2 separate regions of the Sus scrofa genome follow, and region 1 is linked to region 2. A link is a contact called in public Hi-C data. All regions are on one chromosome and are shown on one strand. The core of a region is the stretch at or near the end of the contact, and the rest is flanking DNA. Distances in the headings are between cores, read along the strand shown. Region 1 holds the start of PPP4R3A (serine/threonine-protein phosphatase 4 regulatory subunit 3A). Region 2 holds the start of TTC7B (tetratricopeptide repeat protein 7B).

Region 1 (3,766 bases), core at 907-3,406, 630 kb after region 2:
CTTACTCGTGTTCCAGAGAATTGGAGTACTGCTAGCAGCGAGTCCAACTAAAGTTGCTTGAAATGAGTTTGTAATAATTCCCATACAGAACAACTACGATCTAAACCTGAAATAATTAGCTCCCATAAATTTATAGGCTATTGTCATAAGACAGGTTTTCAAATTCAGAAGAAAAAATTTTGAAAAGTTTTACCTGATGTGAATATTTTCTCTAAGGGAAACGGACCATATGCCACCAGGGAAGTGGCAATCCCTTAAACAGAGTGTGCCTTTAAACATGTGAAACACTTATCTTCAAACAATTTGGTCTTTGAACCTTAAGAGCTGTTTCAAAATATGCGAAGCATAGGCACTAGGGCCAGTTCCAAAGGTTTTAAAGGTTTCTACCAACTTCTCCCCACCTGTTAACTGAACCAAATTATAAATATACATTTTAAGCAATCAAAAAGCTCGTATAAAATGTTTCAAAACTTGCAGGATTTACCGTGAAACCACACACCAAATTCTGCATTTCTTATGAAAAAGGCAACTAACCCTGGGGGAACACAAATCTAGCTTGTCATGGAAAAGAAGAAATATTTTCTTTGCCGAGTGCAGAGTTACCTGCCTGATTCATAAACTAGGGATGCCAACTTGCAAGAGGATCAGAAAAATGCAGCAGAAATATATTTTTTTTTAAAAAAAGACAAACAGCAAAATATTTATGCTCCAAAGAGTAAACAGCTAAAACTTTCTTAGCTCTGGGCAAGTTTCATGCCTGCTTTACAGATAAGAGAACTAAGGCAGGAGATCGGATTAATCAGTGCCTTTCTCAAGGTCACTCTGGTGTAAGAGAACAGCACGGTCCGGACTCCCGCCCCCAGGTCCCCGACCTCTCCACACTCCCAGGCGGCAGAGCTCAAGGGTGCCTGGCTCTGCTCACGACCCGGCGCCCAGAGAAAGAAAACACTTCGAGGGCTCTCGGAGCAGTTCCGGGGGGACAGGGGTGCCGGGGGCCCTCCCCCGAGGCGGCGGCCGCCCCAGCCACCCCCTCGGAGAGAGGGCCACGGGCCCCGTGGAAGCCGGGAGGTGGCCCAGGGCCGCGACGAGGGGAGGGTCCCGCCGCCGAGGGGTTCACTCACCGTCGCTCTCGGCCCTGACAAGCAGGGACATGCCTTTCAGCCGCTCCACGTAGCCCGACGACACATGCCCGGTGCCCCGGTCGTCCCACTGCCGGTCCTCGTTGAGCGTGTAAACCTTCACCCGCCGCCGAGTGTCGGTCATCGTGCCGCGCGGGGGCCGGAGCAAAGGCCCCGCCGGAGTCGCCCGGAAAGGGGGTCCGGGGAGGCGGGAGCCGAGTGAGGAGGACGCCCGCAAGCCGAGGGCTCCTCGGCCTCACTGCCGCCTCTGGCCGCCCCGGGGCCGCGCTGCCGCCCGCATGGCCCGCCGCGGGGCCCGAGCTCTGGGCCCCCGCCTTGCCTCGCCTCCCGCTCCTCGGCGCTATTGTCCGGGCCCGGCGAGCCCAGCCACCCCGAGGGGGGCGCGCAGCGCTTCGCAGCCTCCTGTGCCGCCGCGGTAGGAACTCGGGGCGCCGGTCACTGCCCTGCTCCCGCCTCCGCCATGATCTCCGCGAAGCCGCTTCCCGCGCCGCCGCCGCCTCCTCAGGCCGCCGCCGCCATGTTTTCCTTCCTGATACCTGGTCCTGCCACCGCAGCTGGGGCTGCGCTCCGCTCCAGTTTCAAATGTCCGAAGCCGACGAGCGCCTGCTCCTGCTGCAACTGCTACCAGTGCGCGGAAGACTCCGAGAGCGCCCAGGAGCAGGAGCGCTCCTGGCTCCTGGGGGTCCCTGTCCCTCCGCCGCTGCCGCCGCCTCTTCCGTCTTCCTCACAGAGCCAAAGCCGCCGCCATCTTGGTTCGTTCCTCAATAGCGGCGCGCGGGGCCACCCAGGCAGCAGCTGCAGGGGCGGCCCGTTGGCCCCACCATTTAAAGAGACAGGAGCGAAGCCGGGAGCCTCGCAGCAGCGGAGGCCTCGGACGGAGGCGGGAGGCTGGCGCCGAGCTGCCGAGGTGGCGAGAGCGCAGGGAGCGGAGGAGGCGGAACGCTGGTCGCGCCGGTGACGGCCCGGGACTTCCTCGCGCTCCCTGCACGCACCGTCGTGCGAGCGCGGGGCGGTGTGTGCGTCCGTCGCGCCCTGTGTTCGTCATCAGCCCGGCTCCGGATTCGAAAGGGGCGTGGAGCCCGCCTCCGGCTGTGGAGCGTAGGGCGGCTCCCTACCCGACCGGAGCTTGGCGTCTCGGGGGCTGGGTCCGCCCGCAGCTTCCCGGCTGGCTCGCCGTCCAGCCGCGTCTACCCCTGCGCTGCAGTCGCCGGGCGGCTTCGTCCTGGGGCTCTGCCACGGCGCGCCGGCCTCCGCAAGTGTTCTGAACCAGCCGCCGTTAGAGCTGGACTGGGCATCCGGAGCGCGGAGATCGGTGGCGCAGGAGCCCCGCCGGACTCAGGCCATTCTTCTTTGGGAAGAGGTTGACAAGCTTCCGGGAAAGGCCACAAGTTCGGGCAGCAAGGTCGGCGGCAGGCCTTGGGAGCTGTCATGGGGCACGCATTGGGGTGCGAGTGTAGAAACTTCGGACAGTTTTCATTTTCTGGGCGTGGGACCAACCCGAAGTGACAAATCTAAAACCTCTCCTTACAATCCAGCTTGCTACGTCCGTTCTTTTATCCTTTATCAGAATTGTTATTTTCTAGCTTTCCATGTTGCAGTAAGAACTTGCGGGGGCGAGGGGCGGTGTACGAAAACAAATGTAGTACTGTACACTCAGGGTGAATGTTTCTCAACGTTCAGTGTTAAGCACTGTTAGTCTTCACAAAGAAATGACATTCTCATTCCTATCATGCAACAGTAGCCACCATTTGGGGGGCTTTTACTATTTGCCCGACGGGTTAGGTCATTGCTGGCCATTGGAAATATGAGCCGCCTGTGTAATTTTGCATTTCATAGTAGCACTTCTTTTTAAAAGTAAGAAGAAACTGCTGAAATTTATTTTAATAACATATTTGATTGTCTTTGGAAAAAAAAAATGTTGTCTGCCATTCTGGTTCTATAAGAATCCAGCCATTAGCCACTGCAGTCCTCACAGGCAATGCACCCTGCAGGCAATTCAGGATGGAGAAAAACAGGAAGCATTCTGTACTTTGGATTCACTGGCCCCAAGGTAATGAAGCTACATACCGAAGGAAAATTTTCAATGACTCCCCGACACTCTAACATCTCCCCATACACAGAAAAAACACTAAAATCGTTAACTTGAGATGTAACTCTTTTTAGGCTTGACTACAAATATTTTCCCTAGCAAAGTTGATATCTATTCCTGGCTCCTCCCTTACTTCTTAGGAGCAGGTCCTCAGAGCTGAGAGGCTGTCTCCTGGGCTATAGCCCTCAGTAAGTTCCCAGAATAGAACTTAACTCACAACTTTCACCTTGTGCAAAGTTGACAATTTTGTTGTTGTTTTGACACGCCCAAAGTTTCTGGGCCAGGGATCAAACCCACACCACAGCCTTGACAACTCAGGATCCTTAACCATTAGGCCACCAGGGAACTCCTTCAGTTGACAGTTTAATACAATATCTTTTTTTTTTTTTGTCTTTTTGTCTCTTTAGGACCATACCCGTGGCATATGGAGGTTCCCAGGCTAGGGGTCCAATCTGAGCAGTAGCCGCCAGTCTATGCTAGAGCCACAGCAACACAAGATCCTAGCTGTGTCTGCTACCTACACCACCGCTCATGGCAA
Region 2 (3,809 bases), core at 465-2,964:
AAAGGAGAAAACGCTGCAGCTAAGAAGAGAAGCAAGCAGGCAAGCTGGTGACCCTGGATGGTCGGGTCAGGCTGCCACTGGGGCCCAGGGGACTGAACACCCTTGCCTCAAAAATTCAGCTTTCCTCGAATGCTGACTGAACTGCAAAGAGTCAACATTTGCATGCGGAGCCCAGGTAGGTCTGTCCTTCTTCCATGCCCCTGGCACAATCATGGCACCTGCCTCTGCCCAGGAAACACCTGCACAAAGCGAGGTACCACAGTTGAGAATACACAAAACCAAGTTCTTATGTTAAGGCACTAGTACCATAAAAGGCACAAATACCAACCAATTGGGAAGAGGACACACAACAGCCCTTTCCATTTCTGGGCGGTCTGAGGTGAGAAGGTTGGAAATCATGCAGTTGTCCTTTCTTAGAACAGTGTCATTCATTCATTCATTCTTTCTTTCATTCATTCATTTGCTCGGCCAACATGTGCTCACCCAGCCTCAGGAAGCCAGAAATGAAAGAGGACAAAACCTCTGCCCTCTCACCAGTCCATTGCTGCCTGTGGTTTTGGCGGGCATGAAAAAACAAGCAAATATTAAGGATACTTGCTTCCAAAACAAATAAGACCACGTGGAGCTGCGCTCTGAAATGGCATTTGGGATGCAATTTTTCAACAGAGTCAACAAGGTCATAAACTGACTCCAGGCACCAGTTTCTCTTACTCAGGGGCTGGCTCAGACCCCCTCTTCCTCTAGGCCCCAAGCCCCTCACACACCCAATCCCATTTCCCCACATTCTCCAACCACACTCCTACCTCTCTCCACAATATTCTCCCTCCGGACTCCCCGAACTCTATCGCCCCCATACGCTCAAACCTGACCTCCCTAGATCCACAGCTCTGATATCCTACTCTCTGAACCCCAGGACACACAGCTCAACTGCCTTCCACCCCCCCCCCAACACACACACACACCCCAGGTCTGGGCGGCCACCTGGAGCCCCGGGAATGCCATATGTTTACGAAGCATGTTTCCCAGGTGTCTCTACTCAACACCTCTCAACGCAGGACCCCCATAAATACATCGTGACTCCCGAATACACCATACACACACCCTGGATCCCCATACATCCACACCCATGTCCTGAGGGCGCACCTCGCCTCCAACTTCTTAGAGCCCCGAGGCCGGCCCCTGACCCCTTGGGATCCTGGTGCAGCAGCCGACTCCTTGAGACCCCCGACCCCCTCACTCCGGAGAAGCCCGCCCTGCGCGCCGGAACTCTGGGACGCCAGGCACCCGCCGGCGGCCGCAGGACGCCGCCACCGCGTGACTCCCGGGGTCCCGGGGTCCCGAGGCCCTGGCCCCGCGCACACCCCCGGGCGCAGCGCCATCGCACCCCGGCCGCGCCCCTGCCCGCTCCCCGCGGCGCCTCAGGGGCACCCGGCCCGGCGATCCGCGGAGGCCGCGGCGCCCACCAAAGCCCAGGCCCGCGCGCCCGGCGCGTACCGTTGGCGATGAGCTTGGCCGACAGCTGCTTGACGAGCTCGGGGATCCGCTCCCACTGGCACTCGGAGCGGCAGCGCTCGATCTCCGTCTCCAGCCGCGAGCCCGCCTTCCTGGTCGCCATCGCGGCCTGGCCGGGCCCGGCCCGCCCGCCCGCAGGCCCCGCAGGCCCCGCCGCCGCCGCCGCCCGGGCGCCCCCGTCGCCGCCTCCCGCTGCCGCCGCGGGCTCGGGCTCCGGCTCCCGGCTCCGCGGCGTAACGGGAGCGCCGGCTGGGGAAGGGGCGGGGAGGCGGGCGGCGGCGGCGGGCGCGGCGGGGCCCCGGGCGCCGCAAGGAGCGGCCCCTGCCGGCCAGGGCTGGAGCCACAGCGCGGGCCGGGGTCGCGACCCAGGCGGGGGCCGGGGCCGGGGCCGGGGCCGGGGGCGGGAGGCGGGAGGCGGGGGGAGGCGCGAGGAAGGGCGCAGTGCAGCAGAGGCTGGGACCAGACGGAGACCCAGGTGCCCGACCTGGAGGCGGGCTAGGGCTGGGGTCCAGATCGAGGTGGAAGGGGTGAGGGCGGGAGGTGAGGAGGGGGAGGCGGTAGGGAACGGGCAGGATGGGGGAGGGAGACCTCGGAGAGAGGGAGAGAGGGAGGGACTGGGCGCCCCACAGACCCTCAGGAATAGGACCTAGAAATGACAGTGACCCCAGGGAAGGTCACGGGCCAGGCAGGGCTAGTGGGCCTGAGGTATGAGGCGGGTGTGACCAGGACGCCTGCCTGAGCTTGTCCTGCCATCTCAGGTTTCAAGGTGCTCCCTCTGGGCCTGGCTTGGCCTGTGCCCTTTAGCAGGCGCCTCTGCCCCAGGCAGCCTTCCCACCACCCAGCCCGAGGTGGGTGGAGACTCATCCTCAGCAGGCACCTGCCCAGGGTTCCACAAAAGTCTGTTGAGTTGAGGTGGATGGAGCCAGGCAAAAACTGCCAGCTCAGGGGCCAGCCCCCTTGCCCTCTGAGGAGGATGCAGAGTCACCAGAGGGGTTTCCTCGTCTTGGCCCTGCAGACTGAGAGCCGAGGACAGGTGTCCAAACTGTGCCTTCTTTCAGTTATCCCTGAACTACATAGGGACCACCTACTATGTGCTAGACCCTGTTTGAGGTGCTGGGGATATAGCAGAAAACTAACAAAATACCTGCCTTTGTTCCATTCCAAGCAGAGAAATAAATGAGCAAAATGAGGTCATAAATTAGAAGGTTAAAATGGCTGTTTGAAGAAACACAGCAGGGTGGGTCCAATGAGGCAAATAAAGAGTTGAAGGAGTGGAGGGTTTGCAGTTTTGAATGGGGTGGCAGCGGATGGCCTCAATGAAGTGGCATTGGACTTGAAGAAGAGGAGAGAGCCCCGGGGAAAGAGCATTCTGGGCACAGGTAACAGCAGGTGCAAAGACCCTGGGAGCATATTTAATGAGCTGGGGGAATGATGGAGGCCTGAGAGGCTGGAGTGGAGGGAGGCAGGAAGGCGGAGAGGGAGAGCACCGGGAGGGGCATGGGAGTTGCAGTCCGTGTTGGGCCTGTGGGCCAATAGGGAGACTGACTTTTCCTCTGGCGAAATGGGACATCATCCATGCGGGACTGTTAACAGAAGAACGTCATGAGATAACCTACATTTTAGGGATATCCCCGCGGCTGCCATGTTGAGAACACTGCCAGTAGTTCAGGAGAGAGATGGCAGTGGCGCGGGACCAGGGTGACAGCTGTGGCGGTGGTGAGAGTGTTGGATTCTGGATACTGCATTTGAGGATGGAGCTGACAGGCTATGAGGAAGCATTAAGTCATAATCGACTTCATCCCTTCCAGCGGTGTCTTACCTGAGCTTTCCAAGGGTTCTCACCACCAGGTTTGTCTCAGCAGCCCTGAGGTTGTTCTTGGGAAGAAAAGACATGGACCCTAATTAACAGGTGATAAAGCAGAAACTCAGACATTAAGAGATGCCAGGAGGGATGATCAGGAAAGCGGGAGATGCCTTCCGACGTGGCAGGCATAACCTCAGCTGATGAAGCCTGGCCTGATGGGCCTCAGATGCTATGGACAGTCCAAGGAAGGGGAAACAGAGTGTCAACATTTCAACAGAGGTCACTTTGGAGCCCTGGCCCCTTCAGTTCCACCACGAGGAAAAAGGAAGGGAGGGAGAAGAGTCTAGACAAGAGGTGTTTCCCTCCCCTGGCACCCTCGTATTCTCCTCTAAGCTCTAGCATGGAGATCTGTTTCTCCAGATGCTTGCATGGAATGTTCTCTCCCCTCCAAGAGGGAAATTCCTGTGCATTCTTTGAGTCCCAGGCCAAGGGT

The links. Hi-C and Micro-C count contacts between places; a contact is called where the count stands out from the background.
Region 1: a contact with region 2 is called in a Hi-C map of liver, with 5 times the contacts expected there. The contact joins the promoter of PPP4R3A here to the promoter of TTC7B in region 2. A contact is called at or near these places in 1 of 47 Hi-C or Micro-C datasets (liver) and 1 of 2 datasets of contacts at active chromatin or transcription factors (alveolar macrophages).

The regions. Positions count from the first base shown.
Region 1 is chr7:113,146,832-113,150,597 of Sscrofa11.1, forward strand. PPP4R3A (serine/threonine-protein phosphatase 4 regulatory subunit 3A) reads right to left here and starts at 2,157. Exons shown (of 15, transcript XM_005666399.3): 1 at 1,122-2,157. The coding sequence starts at 1,263.
Region 2 is chr7:112,517,409-112,521,217 of Sscrofa11.1, forward strand. It overlaps TTC7B (tetratricopeptide repeat protein 7B), which reads right to left and starts at 1,715. Exons shown (of 20, transcript XM_021099609.1): 1 at 1,495-1,715. The coding sequence starts at 1,615.